3 separate regions of the Danio rerio genome follow, and all the other regions are linked to region 3. Evidence: chromatin contacts called from public HiChIP or PLAC-seq and Micro-C data. All regions are on one chromosome and are shown on one strand. Each heading gives the region's core, a stretch centred on a gene start, on an enhancer-like site or on the middle of the called end of the contact. The rest is flanking DNA. Distances are from core to core; before and after follow the strand shown. Region 1 holds the start of mat2b (methionine adenosyltransferase 2 non-catalytic beta subunit methionine). Region 2 holds the start of zgc:165573. Region 3 holds the start of clk4b (CDC-like kinase 4b).

Region 1 (2,776 bases), core at 108-2,607, 210 kb before region 3:
ACACATTTCCATTTGTTTTAATCTCCTCTCAAGCAAACAGTAGAGAACACTGACTTGCATAATTGTAGACGCTTACAATCTTGTTAATATGATTAACCTACAGCGGGTTAAAATGTAATGCCACTGAGCATACAGCAGTATGTCACTGTTGTTTTAATAGGCCAATGTTAAACATCATGCTAACTAATTGTTTCGTTCATTTTGCTGTATTGAGATCAAATTGTTCGTATTTATCTAGTTTGAAGACTTGGCAGACTTGAGACAGGTTTGCGTTTATCTGCGCTTCTGTCACAATCAACATTTAAAATAAAAGTATGTCATAGGCATAACATAGCATTTGTAAATATTTTTTGCATTACAAAACATTACACAAGCCAAGCCTGCTTGGAACATGAGACATTCATTTGAAATAAACTAAGTTGTTTTGGCTTGCAAACCATGGAAGGCACTTCCTTAAAATGGACCAAGAGTCTTACCTGGACAAGCTCAACGTGGCCGGGTTCAAAATGTATGCTGAGCTCTTTATCTCTGATACTCATTTCAGTGTGGCTACAGCTATCATATCCTGGAGCAAAGACCTCTATTTCAAATGCGCCACTCAGTCCTTAAAGCCTCTTGGAACGGCTAGCCTCCTGCTGTCAAATTAGGCCTGCGTCCGATATGATCTGTAAACCATACGCGCTTTAACACTGACATTTGTTTATGTTATGTAGAGCAGAGAATCTCTATCCCATCCGTTCAGTGTAAACAGCAGCACTTAACCCAAACAAAGACAAACCTTCTGGCGCATCATCGCTGCGCACTTTTACGCAGTTCATGCGGCTGAGTTCCGATTTAGTTCGCGTCAGCTGTTTTATCTGATCCAGTACACAGGACTATCATCAATGTCATATATTATTATTATATATTGAAATACTTAAGCACTTACAATGTTTTAAAATATGCCTTAATCAAATGTAGAATGACAAAGAGTTCCTCAAAACATGCGTTATCAGAATCTAAATATAGCAGAAAGATATTACAGCCACGAAATTAAACGGGTTTAAACTAAACGAATACAGATTACTGTTAAATACAAGTCTTTCGAGGAAACATTTATGTAGGAATTGGATATGACTTTATTAGCGTTGTACAAAGATGCAGATTAATCTCTACAGATCAAATACTAAAGCTAAAATTAACATCACGCACAAGTCGTTTAAAATCATTTGATAATTACCTGATCACCCCCGTAGTTAAAACCAGGCATATTTTGGATTAAATGCGTGTGAAGTGTGAAGCCTTCAGCATGTATTTGAAAACGAGGGTTGAAGTTCTTGTTCTGCAACAGCCAGAGTTGATTTCAGTATAAAAGTCCCAGCCCAACACGGATAAAAGTCCTAGTTAAGAATGTGTTTTTGTTTTGAATACTGTACGTTGTTCTTAAGGAGAATACAACCGTTACACAATTATTACAAAACTAGACATTCGAGTAATTTGTTTATATATATATATATATATATATATATATATATATATATATATATATATATATATATATATATATATATATATATATATACTTTATAATGTCATAACATTGTGTTGATTGTTTTTGTTATAGATAGGTAAGAAGATATGTGGTACATGCCTAGGTTTTGTTAACATGTTCACCAATTTTTAGGCAGCATATTTAATTGAACAAATTATTTATAAAATGTTAGGTCAACAAGCAACTTAATAAGAATAAGTTGTTTCCGCCCGGTTTCGAACCGGGGACCTTTCGCGTGTTAGGCGAACGTGATAACCACTACACTACGGAAACGCTGTTTTAAGCTGAACCACACACACATACAAGCTCCTTAACCCAGGGTTCCCACGGCTCATGTTATTTCTGCGATATCATGGAACTTTAAAAAGGTCAGGGTATTGTCATGGAATAACAGGGGTTTTAGTTTAGCACAGTATATTTTAGTTCCCATTATTCAATATTTAGAATATTGTTTTACGTCTATTACTGTGGTCAGGCTATTTTTCAGCTCCATTTTATTCCTTTCATGCTTATCAACTTGTAGTGACTTTAATCAGATGGGGTGTTAAAACTCCACGTTAAAAGGTAGTTGACAGAAAAGATAAATGTCGTGTTTCAAAAAATACTATATATAGAGGGAGATTTTTTTCAAAAGCATAAGTAAATAACCATTAAGTTATATGTATTATCATATTAAACATTTAATTATTGCTTTTATTTTAACACTATTTATTATATTATTAATGTATAAGAACAACAGCAGCTTGTTTTATGTTGACTAGATAGCTTTTGTAAACTAAAATATGTATCATTTTTATCACATGTATTTTTTCTATTTTGTAATCATTGTAGTCTCTTCATCTAAATTGTTGTAGAAATGGGCTCTTAGTGAAAATCAAGGAAAAGTCCGAGAATTTGATAATTGGGAACCCTGCTAAAATGCAGCCCCGTAGCTGCAATCCTGAAACTGTATAGCCTCTGGTATTTTATTACACACTTGAGGTTACAACAGATTTCCAATAGTGCAAAACTAAAAGTTGTTTCCGCCCGGTTTCGAACCGGGGACCTTTCGCGTGTGAGGCGAAAGTGATAACCACTACACTACGGAAACTGGTGGTCAGGACTGTTGAGTAATGGTACTATGTCCTTTAGTTACAGAGACCTGAAACGATTTATTCACAATTAGTGCAGGTGGTATTTAAATGCTTTTTTGCAAGGTAATACATTTTTATAATTTTTCATTATGCAATATATGGTTGTATGCTT
Region 2 (3,050 bases), core at 68-2,567, 250 kb before region 3:
TACTTTTAAATTATTATTTTCAATATGCGATGCTTTACAATATTATTTGTGCATATACATTAGATTTATCCATACCAAATTCAAAACTGGAAATAATCTAACAAAAATCTTATGATCAGAGTTATCTGAGCTATCCCTAGTCATGTACCAATGGCGGCAAAGGAAGTATAAGTCTAACACATTTGTAAAAAAAGAGCTTACTTCCGCCTTTTAAAATCAGGTGGCTAAACAAGGAAACAGAAAAGGAAACTGGTGACCCTGATCAATAACCAAGGAAACTACCAAGAGTGTGGAGAATGCAATAGTACTAGGAATCTGTGTTCCCTTTAAAATGCTCTCCATTCACACTAGGGCTTTCATGCATTTCTAGAAGTAGCTCATCCTTACTGAAACAAATGAAAAATGTTTACTTATCTGAACTGTGCATGATAAAAATCAGACCAGCAACTGCAGGTGAACAAGTTTATAGGCTTATAAAACACAATTTCACACACAAAGTTGGTTGAAACATTTCACTAACTTACTCTGATAATTAAAGGGTAAATGTCTAATCAAATTATCAGAGGAATAACATTACACCCTGATAACTAATAATAAAACTAACACTCTAGCTGAAATGAGTGGTCTGACACAGCAGAACTGATGTTGATAACAGTTAATCTATTATTTATGGCCAACACACTAACAATACTCACTCTCTGTAATAGTCAAAGCACAATTTGCCTCAAATAAGAATATGGGTTGATGAAAATCAGGCGACTGTCAGCGGATTCATTCACAATAAGATGATGTTTGTTCTGCCAAACAGAGGTCAGGATCTTAATCGCCTACACGACACAATATGAAAACAGCCACTTACAAAACAAAACAAAACTACGTTTAACTACGTTGTAGTTTTTCTACATGACATGATACAACATCCGATCATCACTATAACACTGTGGTCAAACAGGGAAAACTACTATTTTCCGTGCGTCACAGTAGCCCTAGTGTAAGGTGTAGGGGCGGTAAGACCCTGAAGGCTGCCAAGCCTATAATTAGGTGGTCAATGTTTGACAAAACCAACAAACAAGCAGATTCGCTATCATTAAATACCAAGTTGTATAAAGACGAAAAATGTATAAATTAGTTAACGTATGTATTTAAAAATAAAAAACGCAGGAGAAAGTGTTTTTTACCTTTGGAAGACAAACGAGTTTCTTTTCAGCGGATTGTCCTGGTACTTCCTCTGCGGTCTTTCGGTGTTTTGCTTAGTTTATGTCATTTGTGAAGTCGGCTGTAAAGCGTTTAAGCAACAAACACGAACAAAATAGGGCTTCTCGATTTGGTCACAACGCACACGATAATGTCACGCAGAGTCCCATTGGAAATAACTCGTGGTGCTGTAATATCAGCTGACCGCTAAACAGCAGCGCGTGGTGACCACGCCTGTTTGATGACACCACTGGGTCTCGCCTACGTCGGGGGAGGGGGCAACCCAACACTTTCCATTGAGTTTCTATTGCAGAAAGCTGCCTCCTAGTCATTTCTGTGAGCAGTGCCTAAAAGCTGCTGTGTGACATGGTGTGCAGTAAATAAACAAAATAATTAAAAAGAAACATAAGTTGGCTGTTTTCATGGAAAGCCCAGACAGCAGCTAAAATCTCTCAGTTGATGTAAATGAATATTAGCTGCTTCAGTCCTAACACCAAGAGGATGAAGATGAAACTAGGATGGATATTTCAGCAAGACAATGATCTCAAACAGAGCCAAAGAAACTCAATTATTAAAAAAAAAAAAAAAAAAAGCTGCTATAACGGCCAAGCTAATTATGTCTCGATTTCAATAGAAAATAAGACCTTACAATCCGAGTTGATAGAAAATGTCTACAGAACCATCAAGATTTTTAGACCGTTTAAGTTCAAGTCTGGGGAAAAAAAGACACCTGAGCAATGCATTAATACAAAGTATATCTGATAAATTTCAGTAGTTACACATTTTCTCATTGTTTTTTTTTTTTTGTTTGTTTGTTTTTTTTTTTTGTATATTTGGATTGTTTAAAAAAAAAAATCTGGGGCAATTATATATTTCACACTCCGAAAACAAATGATTTCTGAAAAATTGTTGCAATTTATATGGGTTGAATTTAAACAAGCAAATTTAATTTAGTAATGTTTACCTTAATTTGTTTGTTTAAATTCAACCCAAATAAATTGGTTTACAGCCACTTACCTTAAAAAAAATAGTAAGTCCAAGAAATCATCTTTGAATTGAGTTGGAGTGCAGTTGTAGTATTGCCTAATTATAGTAGGCCAATTAAGGAAAGTCATTGAACAACAGTGGTTTGTTACAGAGATGAGATTTTCTTCTTAAGAAAAAATATAAGAAGTGTTCTAAAAAGTCCTTGCCTGTTAAACATCATATCAAAAATATTTTAAGGAAAAAAGCAGCAGAGCTAATTTTACATTCAACTGTGTATAACTGTTTATACAGTTGAAGTCAAAACTATATCAGCCCTTGGGATTTTTTTTTTTCTTTATTAAAAAATTCCCAAATTATGTTTAACAGAGCAAGGAAATTTTCACAGTATTTCATATAATATATATTTTTTTATTATTGGAAAAAGTCTTATTTAGGTTAGAATAAAAGCAGTTTTTCATTAAAAAAACAATACAGTCAATTTCATTAGACCTCTTTAGCAATATACAGTTGAAGTAAAATATTTTTGTTGAAGTATAAATTATTAGCCCCCCCTTTAATTAGTTTTTTTCTTTTTAAAATATTTCCCAAATTATGTTTAACAGAGCAAAGAAATTTTCAAAAAAATATCTGATAATATTTTTTCTTCTGGAGAAAAACTTATTTGTTTTTTTTCGACAACAATAAAAGCGGTTTAATTTTTTAAACATTTTTAAGGACACATTTTTTTCAATATTCTACAGAACAAACCATCATTATACAATAACTTGCCTAATTACCCTAACCTGCTCAGTTAACCTAATTAACCAAGTTAAGCCTTAAAAATAAGATAAAAATAAGTCTTAGAAGTATCTAGTTAAATACTATGTATT
Region 3 (2,975 bases), core at 365-2,864:
AATAACTACCCTGTAAGATTCTGGAATGTCTTTATAGTTGCCAAAAAATAACCTGAAACAATGTTCACTTTTATTAAAAATAAATATATATATATATATATATATATATATATATATATATATATATATATATATATATATATATATATATATATATATATATCAATCAAATGAAAATGTTAAAGTTCCTGTGAACCGGAAGCTGCAACTATTATTTTTTCCATATTGTGAGCAGTTTCTAGAGAAACAGAATATTAAATGAGAACACAGTGGGCGTGGCTTGTTTTTTTTCTACTGGGAACTGAATAGAAATAGGAAAGTAGGCTTTTCATTCAGAAAGATTGGGGAAAGGGTTTGGGGAGAGTTATTACAACTCAAATTACAGAGTTCTCCTGCCACCATTTCTGTTTGTTGTCAAAACTGACAATTGAAGGGGCGTGGTTAAATATATTAGCCATGCCCAATTCCTGAGATATATGTAATCTGACAAATAAACTGAAAACAACCAGGAAGTGCTTTTACAGATCTCAATTAAAGATTAGAAGGGCAAAATTTTTTTTTTCCTTAATGACATGCACTGATGAATTGTTCACTACAAAACTAGTAATGTGAGTTAACAAAATCATATGGTTAGTTTTGATTTCTTAGGGACTTAAAATAATATTTTGGTTATTTTAAAAATAAACATTCTATAACAAATGCCATTTTTTATTTATTTGTGTTTTTCATATAATAAATAATGTATTTTCTGTTTTGGGCTACTTAAATGTATATTCGGGTTAGCAAAAACTGAAGAGTGCCTGTTCGAAAGGCTAGGTTACCAGAGATTTTGAAATTTCGAGAGCCCTGAGAAGCTCCTATAACACAAAACAGAAAACACAGCCTAAAGCCAGACAAAATACAGTTACACAATTTTTGTTATCGGGCAAATTAAATATGAACATATTCCTCAGAAAAAAAACTTTAACGTAGAATATAGATGAATAATCTAACTGTAAATGTGGTCAGTGCAAGTGATACAGAAATTAATAATTAATATTTATTGCTCGATACATTAACTTGGAACTGTTAAAAGACTCGTTAAAAACAAAAAGTACACATCCTGAAACTAACATCAGCATGTAAAGTTATAAACGCTGTTTGTGTGTGATGTTTGTTTACAGTCGTAACGTTAGTTTGTTCGCAACGTTAACAAAGAGCTAATCTCGTTAGCCACCGCCTGGCAGATTTTGCCAACTCGGGAGGGTTACAACATTAAACAATGTGCATATACTCGATTAATTTATTGTTAACGTTAAAGAAGCTAGAAGAATGAAAATAACATTTATTAAAACAAAACGCTTCAAATATTCAGTTTATTCGGAAATGTTTTGGCATTGGGCGGCTAACTTAGCTGGTTAGCATACAGGGGACCACAAGCCACCTACGCCTAATGTCAGCCTTGAGGTAATGAATAAACTTGTAAAATAAAGTGTTATGTTACATATTTAAACTTAGAATATCCTCACCTTTCACTCGTAACTTTCAAGTCGTGAAATAAGAAACTCTGCGTTCCAGACTGAACTCTAGCACTGTGTGTTAACACTTCCGCCTAACACAACTGAACGTTTCCGGTGAAAAGGTTTTCTGAGTAACGTTACGTCAATGGTGAACAGTCAATATTTTTGTCACAGCTTTTTATGGCCATTACTTTTAAACTATATTACTATCCTATAATAATAGTAAATTACATGTGCATGTATATGAGCAATTCCAGCGCTATGGATGTGACATTTAATGTAAAACTCAAAACATAAAACCGCATAGAAAGTATATGTTAACATTATATTGAAACTGTTCTTTATATTTCCCAAGAACAACTGACCACAGAGTTATGGGACCAAAAAAACATCAATCTGTAAACATGTTTTGTACTTTGAATGAGGAAAATAAACATTATGGATGTGACAAAAAGTGTGCGGGTTAGTTTAAAACATACTTTGTAGAAATTCTGTGAAACAAAACTGATTGGTTTTGTGTTATTTAATATTTCTTTTTTTCACGGCAAGGTTGACATTTGCACGGAATTGCTCATATGTAGACTTCATCTTCATAAGTAAAATTATACAAATGTTTTGATATTGTGTAGAATGTCATGAAAATAAGCAGTGGATGTGTCACAAAATTTCTTACTAGAAACCTACATTTGTGAGATCATCTTTTGATGACAACAACATTTTAAAAGCAACATTTTGTTTACGGTAAACTTAAACGTGAAAGTTTATATGAGGCGGGGTTTGATGACCTCTAGCGGTTCACAAAGAAACTAGAGCGTTTACAGTGAGTTGGTGAGCATTATAGGACCTTTTTCTCTGCTCTGACAAATTAGAGTTCAACAAAGTTAGCCTTACATTATTTACGATTCTTATTAGTTTGAAACAATATATTCTGGGTAGGCCATATTAATTATTGTAATAATTATAGTACATAGTTTCTGTTAATCCATTTGCTAATTATTTTGTGACCTGCACCACAAAACCAATAGTGTGTTTTAAAATTGAGATTTATACATCATCTCAAAAATAAGCTTTGTGCTAGTTTAAATGGTCTGTTAGGATAAGATAATATTTAGAGAGTTAAAACTATTTGAAAATCTAGAATCTAAGGGTTAAAAAATATATCAAGTAAATCACTTTTAAGTTAGGAATTAAGTGCTTATCAATGCGCTTCAAAATGCACCACACATTTTCTATTGGAGACAAGTCAGGACTGCAGGCAGGCCAGTCAAGTACCTGTATCCTCTTCCTCTACAGCCCGCACTTTGTGATGTGTGTAGAATGTGAGTTTGCATTGTCTTGTTGAAATATGCATGGGCACACATTGTGCTTTAAAATCTCTATGTACTCTCCAGTGTTAATGCAGCCATCACAGAAGTGCAAGTTACCTTTGCCAAAAGCACTTGCACAACCTCATACCATGACACACCCAGCTTTTGG

The links. A called contact is a pair of places that touch in the nucleus more often than the background predicts. HiChIP or PLAC-seq counts read pairs in DNA pulled down with a chosen protein or histone mark.
Region 1: an H3K4me3 HiChIP or PLAC-seq map of embryo shows a contact between it and region 3, with 2.4 times the contacts expected there. The contact joins the promoter of mat2b here to the promoter of clk4b in region 3. A contact is called at or near these places in 2 of 4 datasets of contacts at active chromatin or transcription factors (caudal fin and embryo).
Region 2: a Micro-C map of caudal fin shows a contact between it and region 3, with 3 times the contacts expected there. The contact joins the promoter of zgc:165573 here to the promoter of clk4b in region 3. A contact is called at or near these places in 2 of 18 Hi-C or Micro-C datasets (caudal fin and hematopoietic stem cells).

The regions. Positions count from the first base shown.
Region 1 is chr21:34,766,731-34,769,506 of GRCz12tu, forward strand. It overlaps mat2b (methionine adenosyltransferase 2 non-catalytic beta subunit methionine), which reads right to left and starts at 1,358. Exons shown (of 7, transcript NM_001013474.2): 1 at 1,220-1,358. The coding sequence starts at 1,249. trnav-aac (transfer RNA valine (anticodon AAC)) reads right to left here and starts at 1,804; the gene lies at 1,732-1,804. It overlaps trnav-cac (transfer RNA valine (anticodon CAC)), which reads right to left and starts at 2,621; the gene lies at 2,549-2,621. The region is part of intron 1 of LOC100333843 (a long non-coding RNA gene); the gene reads left to right.
Region 2 is chr21:34,720,708-34,723,757 of GRCz12tu, forward strand. zgc:165573 reads right to left here and starts at 1,318. Exons shown (of 3, transcript NM_001098766.1): 1 at 1,179-1,318.
Region 3 is chr21:34,974,342-34,977,316 of GRCz12tu, forward strand. It overlaps clk4b (CDC-like kinase 4b), which reads right to left and starts at 1,615. Exons shown (of 13, transcript NM_001329908.1): 1 at 1,509-1,615.